Regions from separate parts of the Ovis aries genome. Here region 2 is linked to region 1. Evidence: chromatin contacts called from public Hi-C data. All regions are on one chromosome and are shown on one strand. Each heading gives the region's core, a stretch centred on a gene start, on an enhancer-like site or on the middle of the called end of the contact. The rest is flanking DNA. Distances are from core to core; before and after follow the strand shown.

Region 1 (6,713 bases), core at 509-3,008:
TTCAGCCCAGACGCGTGACTTACGCATCCTTTTACACCAGCAGGGAATTATCAATTGTGATTGTCGAAATCGATACCGGGGCATCCGCACACTAGGATCTGCAGATAGTGGGGTCAAGGGATCAAGGAAATAGCAGCAGGAACCATCAGACTCCGACCCTTCTGGACCGCCAGGCCTGCTTCTTGAGGGAGACGCCGCGGGTGGAAGCAAGGTTGCGGAATAGCCGAAAGCGCGGGTGGGGAACGAGGCCCGTTCCACCTTAAGGGTCGGCCCTGCGCGGCGGCTGCGGAGGCGCCCGGCACCTGCAGGAGGCGCTGCTGCCCCGCGGTTCCGCCCTCGCCGCGGCGAGCCGCCTGCCTGGCAGCTCCCGGGCTCCGGTCCCCGGAGTGGGTGGGGACGCTGGGGGAGGAAGGGAGCGAGTGCAGCCGTTAGGTAAGGAACCCGAGCCCTCCCGGATTTGGAAGCGGCCTCTGTGAGGCGTCTGCAGGAGGGAGCTTTCCGTCATTCGGCCGCGAGAGGAAATGTGGCGAGGCGTCCTTCCCTGCCCCCACTGCCTGCCTTCCTGCCTCCCTCCACCTCCGCTCCCCGACCCCGACCGTGCTTCCCAGACCCTTTGTTCTCGAGGTTGGGAGCTGCTGGGTAGGGGGTTCCCGGGGGAAGAGGTTCCCCCTGCGCTACTCGGAGAGGAAGGGACTCTCGCTTCGCCTCCGCCCAGCCCGCCTCAGCCAAGTCCTCCTGGCCCCACGCCCCCTTTCCGCGTCCCAGTGCCTCCTGTCCCGCCTGGAGTCCCCCGGTTCCCGCTTCCAGGCCTTCGCCGTCTGTATACCGGCCTCCCTTTCCACTTCTCGGCCACTCTGAGGTCTCCGAGGAGAGTGGGAGAGGCAGAAGGGAAGGGGAGGAGAAACTACGTCGCCTCCGCTGCGCGGAGAATCCCCGGGGACCCTTTTAGTCCGCATTCCCCCTGCACCCGCCGCAGAGGCAGGGGTTTCCCGGCGCTGCCGCAGGGCGGAGGGGCGGCTCCAGCCGGGAGGCCGCCGGGCCGGCACCCCCACCACGCGGCTGTGTGCCTACGCGCGCGCAACCCAGCCCGCCCGAGCAGTCTGGAGACGGCCCGCGTGACGCGGTCTCACGGTCAGGACCCGAGCCCCCCAAGTGGAGAGACAGAGACACTGTAGTTCGTGCCCCGGCGAGGCGAACTGCAAACAAACGCTTCCTGCTTCCCCCCATCTACTCTCTGGGGCGCCACCCGCATCGCCTGTCCGCCGCGCGCGACCTCGAGGGCTCCCGCGATTGTATCTCCTTCAGTACAGTTACAGCTGCACGCAGCTAATTTCTTACTCGGGCGAAGGCGTCGCGCAGTGGAGCGAGGGGACAGGGCTGCGGGGGGAGGGCAGAAGCCGGGGCGAGAAAGTGAGCGGAGAGGTGAGGGGACGTGGCCGGGCGATTGAGCAGTGCAGGGCCTCCCGGAGTCCCGACTCTGAGCCGAAGAGGCAGGACTGCCGGTGCAGGCCCGCCCGCGGCCCGGCCCAGCGGCCGCAGCCCAGCGTCCGAGCCCTTCACGTCGTAGGCGTTGGAGATGCGCCTTCGCCAGGCAGGAGCCCCGCGCTCTTGCGACTGTAGAATGGGCTCTGCAAGATCCCGGTTACCAAGTAGGTACCCCGCTCCCCGCTCCGCCCGGAGATTGGGAGGCCCGGGGCCACCGGCTGGAGACTTCCCAGAGTCTCCTCCGGCCTCTCGGCGTGACCCTGAACCTTACTGGCTCGTGGAGAGCCGCGCCAGCAGTTCTCTCCGCAGCGGGTTCCCCGGGACACACCCCGTCCCCACCCCCGAGAGCTGGCGGCCAGCTCGGAATGCCAGGCGGCCAGGCGGGCGCCTTGCCAAATTCCGCGTTCCTCTCCAGGAGACGGAGAGTTACGTCCCAGGCTCGGGAAAGCCAGTTAGTTTGGGCTTGAGAGTCGCTTGCAAAAGCCCCCCAAGGCGCCTGGGACGCCTCTGCAGGTTGAATTCCTGCTCCGTATCACTTCAATTTTAATTAATCTTTTAAAACACCGCTGTCACGTCGCTTGCAGAAAATTAATCAAACCTGAATCCTTGTTGCATAGCAAGAATTTCGATCCGAGTCTTTTAAAAAGGACTTGACTTTGCAAAGTCACGTCTTTTACGGTTCCCTCTTCCCCCCTTTAGCAAGGGAAATATTGCAAAAGTCAAGACATGTTTGGTTCTTTCTGTCTTCAGAATGAAACTTTGCTTATTTCTGATCTTTATTTTCTGTCTTTGAACAAAAAATAGCGAGATAAATTGCCTACCTCTGTTAATTCAAAATATAATTACTTTGAATGATCTTTGTTTAAGAGCCCAGATAAACTAAGATAATCTTAATTTTAGTGTGACACGACCCCCATTTTTCCTTGTGAATAATGAGAATAAAGCAGTCATTAATTAATACCAAGATATCTCCATAGAAGATGGTATCTGGTCTTGCTGAGACTCTGAAACATCAGTTGTATTAGTAATTGATACTGTATAATTGAACATGAAGATAGTCGTCTATTTTTAACCTCAAAGCTCAGAGTTTATTTGGTGATTATTGAGCTCCTAATAATTAATTTTTGTTCCTTCTTGCTGCATAAATAATTCTTATGATTCCCAGTTCCCATGCAACAGAGAGGCTTCCCATTAAAATCTACCCCTCAGTATGTAAGATTGTGAACCTATATTGTGCAACAGCCCCTTCTAGGCCATCATTTATAACATATTTGGTCTATCTTTATGTCTTCCTGTTACATTCCCCTACTACTTTGCTGTAGGTTATCTGCTAAAAATTGGGAGAATATAACTGTAACATCTTTTACCACAGTTTCATCTGCCTGTGTTCATCAGTTCTGTTTGATGTATAATACTTAAAACTTCCAATCGTCCACGTTTTTGAGATTTAAGGATAAGTTCCATTGAAGAATCAATGTTTTTTGTAAACTGAAGTTGCCTTAGACTATACTCTCACCTAACACAGAGCCCACACTATCTCACACTTTTCTGTGGTTAAAAATAGACTTTGCTCAAACACATTCCGTTATTCCAACTTGAAGATCAGTTCAGCTCTCAACAATTTCCTGGGTTAAATTTACATTTAACACAACTTTTGACGTTAAAAATGTTCCCCTCCCAGGAAATAGAGAAGCCTTCCAAATAATAATGGAAATTTAGACCCTGCCTTTAAGGTATCTAATTATTTCTCAGCATCAATTTGTTCATGACCCTTGCTTCTTACCCAGTAGAGAAGAATTATTTTTTTTCTCTCACAGATGCATAAAAGCTCCCTATACATTTATTCAGTATGTCTCCCCAAATAAATATAAAATATTTTAAATTGCTTAAAATTCTTAGTACCTACCCTCCCAAACACACGTTGCTTAATTGTCAGTGCTGCTCCTAAAAGTGATGAAAAGAATATCGGTTTTCCAGGTTTATTTCCCCCTTGGAGCAATTAAAACTTTAGGTCAATATATGATGGAGTAATTCTCGTCTCTTGGATTTTATATTTTCCCACTATAATTTAGACTGAAATGGGATTAAAACAGGATCTAGAGTTCTAATCTTGGTTGATGTTTTGGTGTATTCACCGTAATGAGTCCTATTCCCTGGGGTCATGAAGCTCCCAAATGTCAATCAAGCAAACTGATTCAGAAATGCCATTGTTCGACTCCCACGTCACTCGCCTTCCTCTCATTTTATTTAACAATACCGAAGTTCTCTGATCAGTCATTCGGAATATGAGGCATTATCTAGGGAAAATTCTTGATCTTTCTTTGGGAGATACTGTTAAGGGGTTTCTGCAAAGCAGAAAGTGCTTGTTTATATTTCTGTCTTTGGACTGCACTACAGATCGAAAGAACCAATGAATATCGCTTGAAAGAAAATCATACCATAAATCCGTCAAAAATTAATTCGTCCAGTTGAATGTTACATTTCTATTTCCGTGTTGGGAGCGTCCTGCCTTGTCACCGGAAGAGAAGTATGACCGGGTCTGGGTCCAGTTGGCATGCCCCCACTTTCAACCCCGTCTATTTTACCCCATTTAATAACATTAATGTGTTTAGTCTACACTAGTTAACCAAGTATTTGTTTGGGGCGAGAAAGAGCCAACCTTTGCCCTGGGAGCTCTGCGCAGCCCACTCAGACGCATCCCAGAGCCTACGAAACTGGCATTTCCCATCCGCAGCCCTGGGTCATCTGAGCCTGGATCCCAGCTCCGGGACAGTTCCAAAGCCAGAGGTGTTGAGTGTGTTACTGGCTCCGAGCAGCCCAAATTAATGATCAACGTCAGAGAGAGGCTGTGAGCCTTCATCCTGAGTTCCCTTTAGGCGCCCAGTGTGGAGCCCGGCTCCTGCGAGGACTTCCATGGAGGGAGGCAGGCGTGCTGAGACGGTTTCCTGGGAAAAGCCGTCTCTTGCGTCTTTCTCTTAGAGGACTTCGGGTGCGGAGACGCTATCCTGCCCTCTTGTAATGGGTTCTTACACCAGGATTCATCCAAAATCGCGACAACCGCTCTGGCCCTGCCTGCTTGACAAGCATTCATACACAAATGCTCGCGTTGGCGGCTCCCATCTCCAAACGCGCCACCCTCGCTCCCGCAGGTCTCTGCGCACAGTTAGAGCCGAGGTGACAACGGAAGGCGGCAGAGATGGGGACGGGGGTGGAGCGGCTCTCTGGTGGGACATGATCAATCACCTTAAAGCAAAAGGTTCAGAAGTTCCAACCAACCATCCTTTGGAGGGGGAGAGAACCAGCTTCCCGGGGCCTGCTTCTCTGCAGCCGGCGGGTTCCCAGCAGCCGAGCGACACGCTGGGGTCTCGGACGCCCAGACAGGAGCCACTGCCCGGGGACCCCCTCTCCTGCCTGGACGGCTGGCCGGGTTTATAGGGCAGGCCAGGGCAGCTCGGCTCCCACGGAGGACCTGCGCTAGCCCGGGACGGACGCGCTCCCAGCCCGCACCACTCGGAGCGCGCGCTTTTCCCTTTCTCAGCAAGCGGGAAAGGCCTGCGCGCCGAGGCGGGCGGAGCGCGGGCGGCCCGGGAGCAGGGCCTCGGCGGAAACCCGAGCTCCCTGCGACCTGCTCGGCAAGAAGGGGCGGGGAAAAGCGCCAGCGAGCTACCCCGGAGGCAGGCCAAGCGAATTCTTGCGAAAAACCCCCTCTCGAAAACACCAAAACCTTCCAAAAGACGAGGCTCTGCCCCTCCCCCGTCCTGCGGCCTTCCACCCCGTCGGTCCCCTGGTCAGCAGCCGGCCTGGCCCTCACCTGAGACCTTGCCCGGGGCCTCGCCACGTCTCCTCTCCCCCACCCCCGCTTTTAAGCTCCTTCTCCTCCCTGACCTCTCGGAGGCCTCGGCTAGGGTAGCCAGGGTGCTGCAGAGGAAATGAAATTGTTCTGGAGATTACAGTGGGGCTTTTGGCCAGAAGTTTTCCCCCCTTCTTTTTCTCATGCTTCCATGTGAAGTGCAAACTTGTATTTCCCTTACCAAGAATAGACAAATTTCCTCGCTTATTTGCAGTTTTGCAAAGTTCTACACACAGATCAGTGAACCTTAAGCGCCCTTTTTTCAGACTCACATTGTGGAGGTTTGTCAGGGTCCCTGGGCAGTGAGCGTAATGACAGGTGAATCCAGCAGCCCCAGGGGAAGCCAGACCTAACCCCGAAGACTTACAATAGGCTCCCCAGCCAGCTTTAAGCAACAGGTACCTTGGAGCAGGGCACGTTTTTCAGGACCCCTGAGCTTAGGGCCTGGATGCAGAACCTGCTCTTCAGTAACTTGGGCTGGAGCATCCCTACCCAGGGGATACCTTGTCTCCAGATCTCCTCTCCTCATACCAGAGCAGGAATCTCTCACACCCAGCCACCTGCCCAGACACAGCCTAGCCTCAAGTCAACTTCAGCAGGTCCTCATAGCACAAGGCCACTGGTGCTTTCTACTTGCCCTTCTTCCTAACTTGACACTGATGATGAAGAAGAAGAAGGAAAAGAAATGCAAAGTAAAAGAGGCCCAAGGGGGATCATAGCAAAACAGAGATATTCCTTTCTTATCCAAATTGCCCCTAACTCAGTCTTCCCCAAGTTCAAGAAGAGAAGTAAATGGTTTCAAAAACTCTAGGTTCTCAAAGTAACTTTTTTGAGTGATAGTTTGCTCATGGTCCTGTATGGACCCAACTCACTCTCTCTCCCTAACCTCAAGATGGGAAGGAACTATGTAGCTCTAGGGAAATAAACAGCTTTGTGGGGTTGGTTTGGTCCCCCTGTAGCAGGTCATCATTCTGCAGAGAACCTGGTGGTTTCCAGCTATAGGAGCCCAAGAGCTGAGTTGCACAACGAACCTCAGCCTTAACCCAACCATGGTCAGCCTGACTCAGGGGCAAAGGAAATGGGAGACTTAGGGCTCCTACTTCCTTGACTCGTCCCTGGTAAGAAGACCTTCATACAGAAATATGGCTAGTCCCTAGGACCATGCTCCAAGTGGGAGTTAGCCATCCTAAGTAGGATGGAAGAAGATGACTAGAAGACTGGAAGACTGACGACAGAGAAGGAAGAGGGGAAGTAGCAGATGGATAGATAGATGGAAAGAAATGTATTTTGTTTTGCCCTGCTCAGGGATTCCAGCCTACTCAGACCTTGCAGTCCATCTTCACTCAGCTTCCAGGGTAAAGTTGAAATCAGCCTCTTG
Region 2 (7,352 bases), core at 2,203-4,702, 230 kb after region 1:
CTTTACCTTGCTTTGGGTTCATTTTGTAAAATAATTATTACACTTACTAAGACTGTTACTAGGATTTTGGAATAGGTATAGTATAACATCTTGCGTGTAAATGGTTCCTTCTTGGGGAGAGAAAAAACCCAAGATCATATATTTGGAAGTGAATCTTGACTAACACCTCTTTTTACATTTTGAGTACATTACTTCATTTCGTCAAAATACTATAAAGCCAAGTAACCAGTTTTTTGCAATCATATTCTTTTTTGTTTTAGCGTTTTATTTTGAAATAATTTTAGGTGTATGGAAAAGTTGCAGGAACAGTGCAGAGTTCATGTGTATTATGGATACTTTCACTCAGCCTCCCCAGTGTTTTAACAGCTTATATTCTTTATAGTGCCAACAGGCTCAAGAACGTATTTGCCCACAGTAGACATTCTCCTTTCCAGGGCAAGATAGAATTGAAATACCATAAGGTGTGTACTTACTTCCAAAAACAAGTAGCACTTTCTTTTTTGTGGGTAATTGAAGTATAGTTGATTTACAGTGTTGATTTAATTTCAGGTATACAGCAGAATGATTCAGTTGTGGTATGTGTGTGTATATAATCTTTTTCAGATTCTTTCCGCTTATAGATTACTTCAAAATACTGAGTGAAGCTCCCTGTGCCTCACAGTATGTCCTTGTTGGTAATCTATTTTATATATAGTAATATGTGTATGTTAACACTAGTTTATCCCCCTCCCCTCCCCCTTTCTCCTCTGGTAACCATAAATTTATTTCTATGTCTGTGGCTATATCTTTGTTTTGTATGTGAGTTCATTTGTATCTTTTTTTTTTTTTTTTTTGATTCCACATATAAATGATACCAATTCCCTTGTGGTTCAGACAGTAAAGAATCTGACTATAATGCAGGGGACCCAGGTTTGATCCCTGGGTCAGAAAGATCCCCTGGAGAAGGCAATGGTATCCACTCCAGTATTCTTGCCTGGAGAATTCCATGGACATATGAACCTGGTGGGCTGTGGTCCATGGGGTCCCATAGAGTTGAACATGACTGAGCAGACTAACACATAAGCAATATCATAGGATATTTGTCTTTGTCTAGCTTTATTTCACGTAGTATGGTAATCTCAAGATGCATCCACGTTTCTGCAAATGGCATTATTTAATTCTTTTTTATGACTAAGTAGTAGTCCATTCATCTGTTGACAGACATTTACATTGCTTCCTTGTAAATAGTGCCGCTGTGAACATTGGGATGCATGTGTCTTTTCAAATTATGGTTTTCTCCAGATATATGCCCAGGAGTGGGATTGCTGAATCATATGACAGCTCTGTTTTTCATTTTTAAAGATCTGTACTTTTCTCCACGTGGCTGTACCAATTTATATTCCCCCATCAGTGTAGGTTGTCTCTTTTACTTTTCCTTCTTTATTGCTACTAAAAGTTGTAGAATCTTTTAGCTAAAATGTTGGGAGTCTCTTTGCTCCAAGTTTCCTGCAGAGTTATCAACATTTTCCAGCAGTAACCTTTGTAAATATCATTTCAGAAATGTTGGCCTGTGTCAGACATTTGTAGAGTCTTTGCTAGCTCATATTACCTGCTAAAAATGATGGTAATGACTTGAATTTAATGTAGAGTGGTTTAGGTGCTCTCATATACCACAAAACCCTAGATGGTAAAAATTAGTAATTTTCAGTCTCTCTTGGAAATTCCTTACTTAGATAAATACAATAATTTAAAAAACTACCTGGTAGTTTTTAAACATTAAAAAAATTGAGGGAAATTTATCATTCAGGATAATGAATGTATTTCTAATATTTTTATTATTAATTTTACCTTTGCCTACCATCTTTATAAAATCCATACTTTCTTGCTTTGAAATTGTGCTAACGATGATTTATCCTCTTCCTGATGGTAGTCTTTATAGAAATGAGTTACGCTGTGCTGCTTTGCATTTTGAGCCGTTAGTGTAGTGGGTGGAGTGTGTGATTGAAAAAGTATGATGATTTGGAGACTACATCAAGAAATTTGAAGCTAACAGGGATAAATAGAAAGCCCTTGACAGAAGGAACCCTTCCTGAAAGAGAATAGGATCTTTATTCTTATCAAGAGACTAAGGAAGCTCATAAAGCTGATAATTGGAACTGGAAAAGCAGTTTAACTAGTGTGATAATAGTTTGGATTCAGCCAGGGGATGAGTGCACTAGCACAAGAGTCAGAAGGCTGGAGTGCAGGTGTGGCGACCTTTCCTGCCCGTGCTCGGAGCCAGGCCTGGCCAGCACTCGGGAGTGCGCTCCTTCTTGCTCATATTTTTCTCTCTCCTCTCCTGCTGTCAGCTGTTACTTCTTGCTGCCAACAAAGTGTCTCAAGATATTACTTTTTCTCCCTCTTTCTAATTAATTTTCCACTTCTAATCTGTTATATGCTTAGTTGATCTTTTTAGAATTCTGTCTAGAGTAAGAGTAAATTGGCTCTGCAAAGGGCTCTTTTAAGTGTGAGGTGCCCAAGATTTTAAACTGGGTTTCTAGTAACATCTGGTCTTTCTGTTTGTCTCTGGATTTTTCTCATTCTAAGTTATTTTATGAGTAGCTGATTCCCAAGCAGTTAACTTTTGAAGAGGTTAAAAGAAAAGTCTTCCTATCTTTCTGTTGCTGACACATTTTATATATTCTATGCATGGTAAGTGTCTAGTGTGATCTTCAGATTAAAGGGATGACTTAGCTTTTGCTGAGGGCTAATTGATTGTGAAACAGGACTGTATAATCCAAACTACTGACTTTGTATACATAGCTTTAATGAGAAGAAAAATGAATCCCAGAAACTGACCAATTGAACTTAGACATTATAGTATGAACTATGAAATATACCCTTTGAGACAATGGAAAGCAAGGACAGGATTCTATGTCACGGAGACTATTCCTGTGACTTGTAAAGTCTAGTTTTTATGTTGAGTAAGTTGGCTAGAGGCCAAATATTAATGTCAGGGTCTGAGTCTTTCCAGAAGCACAGTTTATTCTCTGTAATATTTTGCTTGTTGTCACTGCTTTGTCGTCTTGGTCTCTTTTGTGCAGTTAAACATGTCAAAATGTTCTACATCTTGTTCTATTGTTAATCAGCTTATTTATATTAAAAACACCTCAATTCTTTGAGATTATTTTCCAGAATTTTGTTCTGCAATAACTACACAATTACTTCATGAAAAAGAAAAATCTACTTTGAAATGTGTGGTTCTGTTAAATCTGAAAAGTATTTCAGACTAGTGATAGCCTTCTGTGAGTTAGCAGTGTTTTGTGTACAAGAGATTTGCTTCCAAAATGCCACATTTTTGAGGTTATAATATTCTTGGAAAGTGGGAGAAAGTATTCACATCAAAGAAGGCATTTTTATTACATTGGATTACGCAAGACTTTGGCCAGCCTCCTTAGCTTCATCTGTTTAAGGGTTCATTTTCGCTTGTTTGGCACAAGTCCCAGTAGAGGCCTTCAGAATTGTGGTTAGCAACATGAATGAATTACAAACTGTGGACCAGCTCTTCAGTTCGCAGAGCTGGCTTACTGCCAAAAAGACAGTGCCTTATATGGGGTCAGGGCAAAGCTGTGATTCGTTGAGCCCTGCATTGTATAGAAAACATACTTGTGATGCCTGTTTGCTTTCTTTTAAAATAAAAACAAAACAAAACAGAAAAAGCAGCAGGCTTCCAAGTCTATCAAAATAGGAAGTAACAAAATAGTGTGCGGGTTTTACTAATGACAGAGTTAAGCAGTGGAGATATGGCTCTGTGTAGTTAAAATACTAAAGGTAGAAGCTGAACCTTTTGACCTCCTCAGGCAGCTTGTGAGGTAAGAGACTGAAGCATTTGTTAGACATCTGTTGTCTCCCTGCCCTTATTTTCTAAACGGTTTAATAAGATTAAATAACTAGTCATATGTTCACATGGTTACCAGGCCACTGGTTTTGGTATCAAATAGATACTTTGAAATTAAATCATAAATAGTTAACTTTGTGCCAGTTGCAGTGCTCCCTCTCTATTTTGAGTTAATGTAACTTTTCAGAAACTGGAATGTTGAAATGGTAAAACAAGAATGAAATTTGCAAAGTCAGGAAGTTCTACTTACATTCTTATGTTGAAGAAAATAGTTGTTGCTAGGTCTTTTAGGAAGGAAAGTATTAAGATATTTTATACAATAATTAATTTGTCTTTGTAATTCTTTTCATTTAGGCAAATACCTTATCTGGATCGTCTCTTAATCAGGCATCATCTCATATGTATGGCAATAGATTAAATTCAACTTCATCAGTGGCAGCTCTTATAGCTCAGTCTGAAAACAATCAAACAGGTAAGGTCTCAAGAATTTTTAAACTCTAAAATTCTGTTCCCCTCCACCAAACTGATTTTTACCCCCCATCAAGCTAATTTCATTTGAAGAATCTAAAGATGTGGTTAATAAATAAAATCTAAAGGGGAGGACTGTGTGTGTGTGTGTACCCCTCCCCTCCCCTTTTAAATGAAAAGAATTACAGTTGGAAGTAAATAGTATGCTGTGCTGCAAAATCTGTGCCTTTTTTTTACTGTCTGAAATGTAAATGTTTAAGCAGAGCCATCAGCAGGCAGGAATGCTAGTGTCTCCTGTGACTTTTGTGATTGATGTGTTCAGTGCTTAGTTCTGTGCAATGAAAGTAGCATAACACTGGGCTTTCTGTGAATAGCCTCAATCTTTATTTGCATAATTCATGAAATTGCATTACACAAACTTGGTTAAAAAAAATCCTGTTAGAGAATCTCTACAGTGTTTAGTAATCCTGTGAATTTTTACCAGTTGACATTTTGTAGCATTTGCCTCTTGTACTGTTTTAATGAGCCACTGGATTTGCTTTGTTTCTTTCCACCCTTAAGGATTTGTTGACATGTCCAAGTAGTCATGCCTGTTTGGGGGAAGGGAATGGGTTTAGCAGTTCACCAAGAATGGATCAGTCATGTCTTTACCCTTCAAGAGTCAAAGGTCACCTGACTCAGAATAAGGGGAGGACGACCTTGAAAGAGGCCAGATAGGGTGATTTTATAAGGAACTCACTGTAGGGGAAATACAAATTATTCTTCAAGCTGAGATATTGGATGTCACCTCAGGAATATCTTTAAAAAATTAATTTCTTTTTGCATACAGAATTCTGTATTCCTACTTGTCTTTGTCCATTTGGTTATTTAGTGTTACGTGTAATGATCCACGTAACATATATATAATTTTAGTTTTGGTGCGTGGCTCTATGTAATGCATACGTATTTTATGATTTGTCTTGGAATGTGAAGTGTTAAAATATACAAAGCATAAGGATTTGCTGTGATAAGCATACAGATTAGCTGTCCACAGCTGTGATTCATTACTTTAACCGTAGAAATTAAAAGTGGCTGAGGGGAGGGTACTGCAAATGGAAACCACGCTTCTGTGCTGTAAAACTGAAAGGAATGAAAGAATGAACATAATCCATGGCCTTCTCCACCCACAAAAAAAACGTGTAGGGACAGCGCCTTACATGCCACACTCCAGCAGTTCTAAGCTAGCAGCATACTAGATCTTCTACTTTTGTAGTAACTGCAAAGATAGTAGTAAAGGTTTTATGTATGTTTTAGGAAAAATCAGGGCCAGGGCTTAAAACCTCTCATCTAGTGAGAGTCACTTTATCAGCTGTGAAATATTTACACTGCAGATCAAGATCTTGGAGACAATAGCCGTAGCCTTGCTGGCAGAGGAAGCTCACCCAGAGGAAGTCTCTCACCAAGGTAAGCATTATTTGCACTGCAAAGTATCAGCAAAGGAAACATTTTGAGATTTGGAAACTTCTTTATCTCATATCAGCAGAGCTTACATTTGTGAGGCTATAAAATCATTCTGTAGATAAGAGGCATGTCTGGACAGTTAAGAAGAGTGATTCTAAATTAATTTGAATATTAAACATGTGGTTAGATTTCTAAGCTTTATAAAAGACATAGCCTTTTCTTGGATCTCTAATCAATTTGAGCTCTCTTGTATATTTAGCTGCAGGTACTATTAATGTGTTAACTTGGATAATCCTTTTTGGTTATAGAATAGTCTTAAGATCTGTTAAAGCTGCAGACTCCAGGCTTTCAACTTTGGGGTCCAGTTTTAGTGCTGTTGTGGGCTATGTACTTAATCCTTTAGTCTCCAGTTCCTAATTCAGTAAATGAAGTTCTTACGACTTGTCTCTAAAATCCCTCTAAAATTGTTTAAAATTGTTTGAAACAAAGTACAGCAAATATATTATACTTGTTCTGTGAAATTACCTTGGATATTATATAAGAGAGCTCAGATATCATTTATAATATTAATATATATGTCAGATTATTCTTGCTAACAGGACATGTTTTTATTATTTAATAGGCTGTATTTTTATTAATTTTATTCCACTCTCAACTTCCATACCGTTTTCTAGTTGTGTAATGTTAGAGAGATTCATCCAATAACCTCTAATGTAGCTATTTTCTAGTGGTGCATCAGTAGTTCCTTTTTTCCTGTATGATCCTTGGTTGAAATAAAGGTCGTGTTGTTTTTCCCAGTTGAACTCTTCAGAAAATTAAGTATTATTCTTTTGAAACTAGGAGTCTGAAGTACACAGTTAAAACATCGTCAGACCAATCTGTAATTTATGCTGTGCTACTTCTGTACTGTTTTATTCTTTTTTTCCTCAAAGGAGAAAGTTAATGGATTTTTTTTGCTTATATGTTTAGTGGAAGAAGCATCTCTGTGTTCTTATAAATTTAAAATATCATACAGGCAACCCTAGAAATTAGTTAAGATTCCTTAGTGCTATCTTGCTATTGTGTGGTTCTTTGTGTTTCATTCACTAAATAGGATTTAACACCAAAAAATGGCACTAAATTACTTTTAGCACATATTTCTGAGTGTATATTATTCTTTAAAAATCAGCCTGGAATAAAATAGCCTAAATTATCCTGGCAATAATGTACTATTTGGGAAGGGACAGGCAGCTGTATGTATAGCACTCAGTGGTTACATGTGGAAGGGATAAAAAGACTCATTTGTTTAACTTCTTGTTTGAAGGGATTTTTGTGGCGACGCGTGTTAGGGCTGCAGCAGAATACCAGCAGGCTGCAAGAGGCCCTGAGCTGCTGCCCAGTTCTGTCGCTCACTAGCAGTGTGTCTTTGGACAAGTCACTAAAGCCCCATCTTGTTTCCTCAAATAGAAATAGAGCCAGGAAGGCAGGTTTTGACTTCTCACTAGGTTGGTGTGAAGATAATTATATGGAAATACTTTGGAAACTCTATAGCCCTAATTCATTATGTAATTATAGAGGCCAGAGACCAGAAATGGGCACATTTATGTAT

What was found. A called contact is a pair of places that touch in the nucleus more often than the background predicts.
Region 2: a Hi-C map of tail adipose tissue shows a contact between it and region 1, with 6 times the contacts expected there. The contact joins two enhancer-like sites. A contact is called at or near these places in 12 of 16 Hi-C or Micro-C datasets (blood, hypothalamus, liver and 6 more).

What each region holds. Positions count from the first base shown.
Region 1 is chr13:22,109,338-22,116,050 of ARS-UI_Ramb_v3.0, forward strand. No RefSeq gene overlaps it. Among named protein-coding and RNA genes, the nearest start is that of SKIDA1, 27 kb to the right of the region's middle. Within about 2 kb of position 1,759, at least 29 of the 54 cell types and tissues checked have an H3K27ac peak or open chromatin away from gene starts, as enhancers often do. A contact at or near this core is called in tail adipose tissue, where this site is marked.
Region 2 is chr13:22,340,074-22,347,425 of ARS-UI_Ramb_v3.0, forward strand. MLLT10 (MLLT10 histone lysine methyltransferase DOT1L cofactor) reads left to right here. Exons shown (of 21, transcript XM_060397320.1): 13 at 4,211-4,328; 14 at 5,695-5,767. Among named protein-coding and RNA genes, the nearest start is that of MLLT10, 200 kb to the left of the region's middle. Within about 2 kb of position 3,453, at least 12 of the 54 cell types and tissues checked have an H3K27ac peak or open chromatin away from gene starts, as enhancers often do. A contact at or near this core is called in tail adipose tissue, where this site is marked.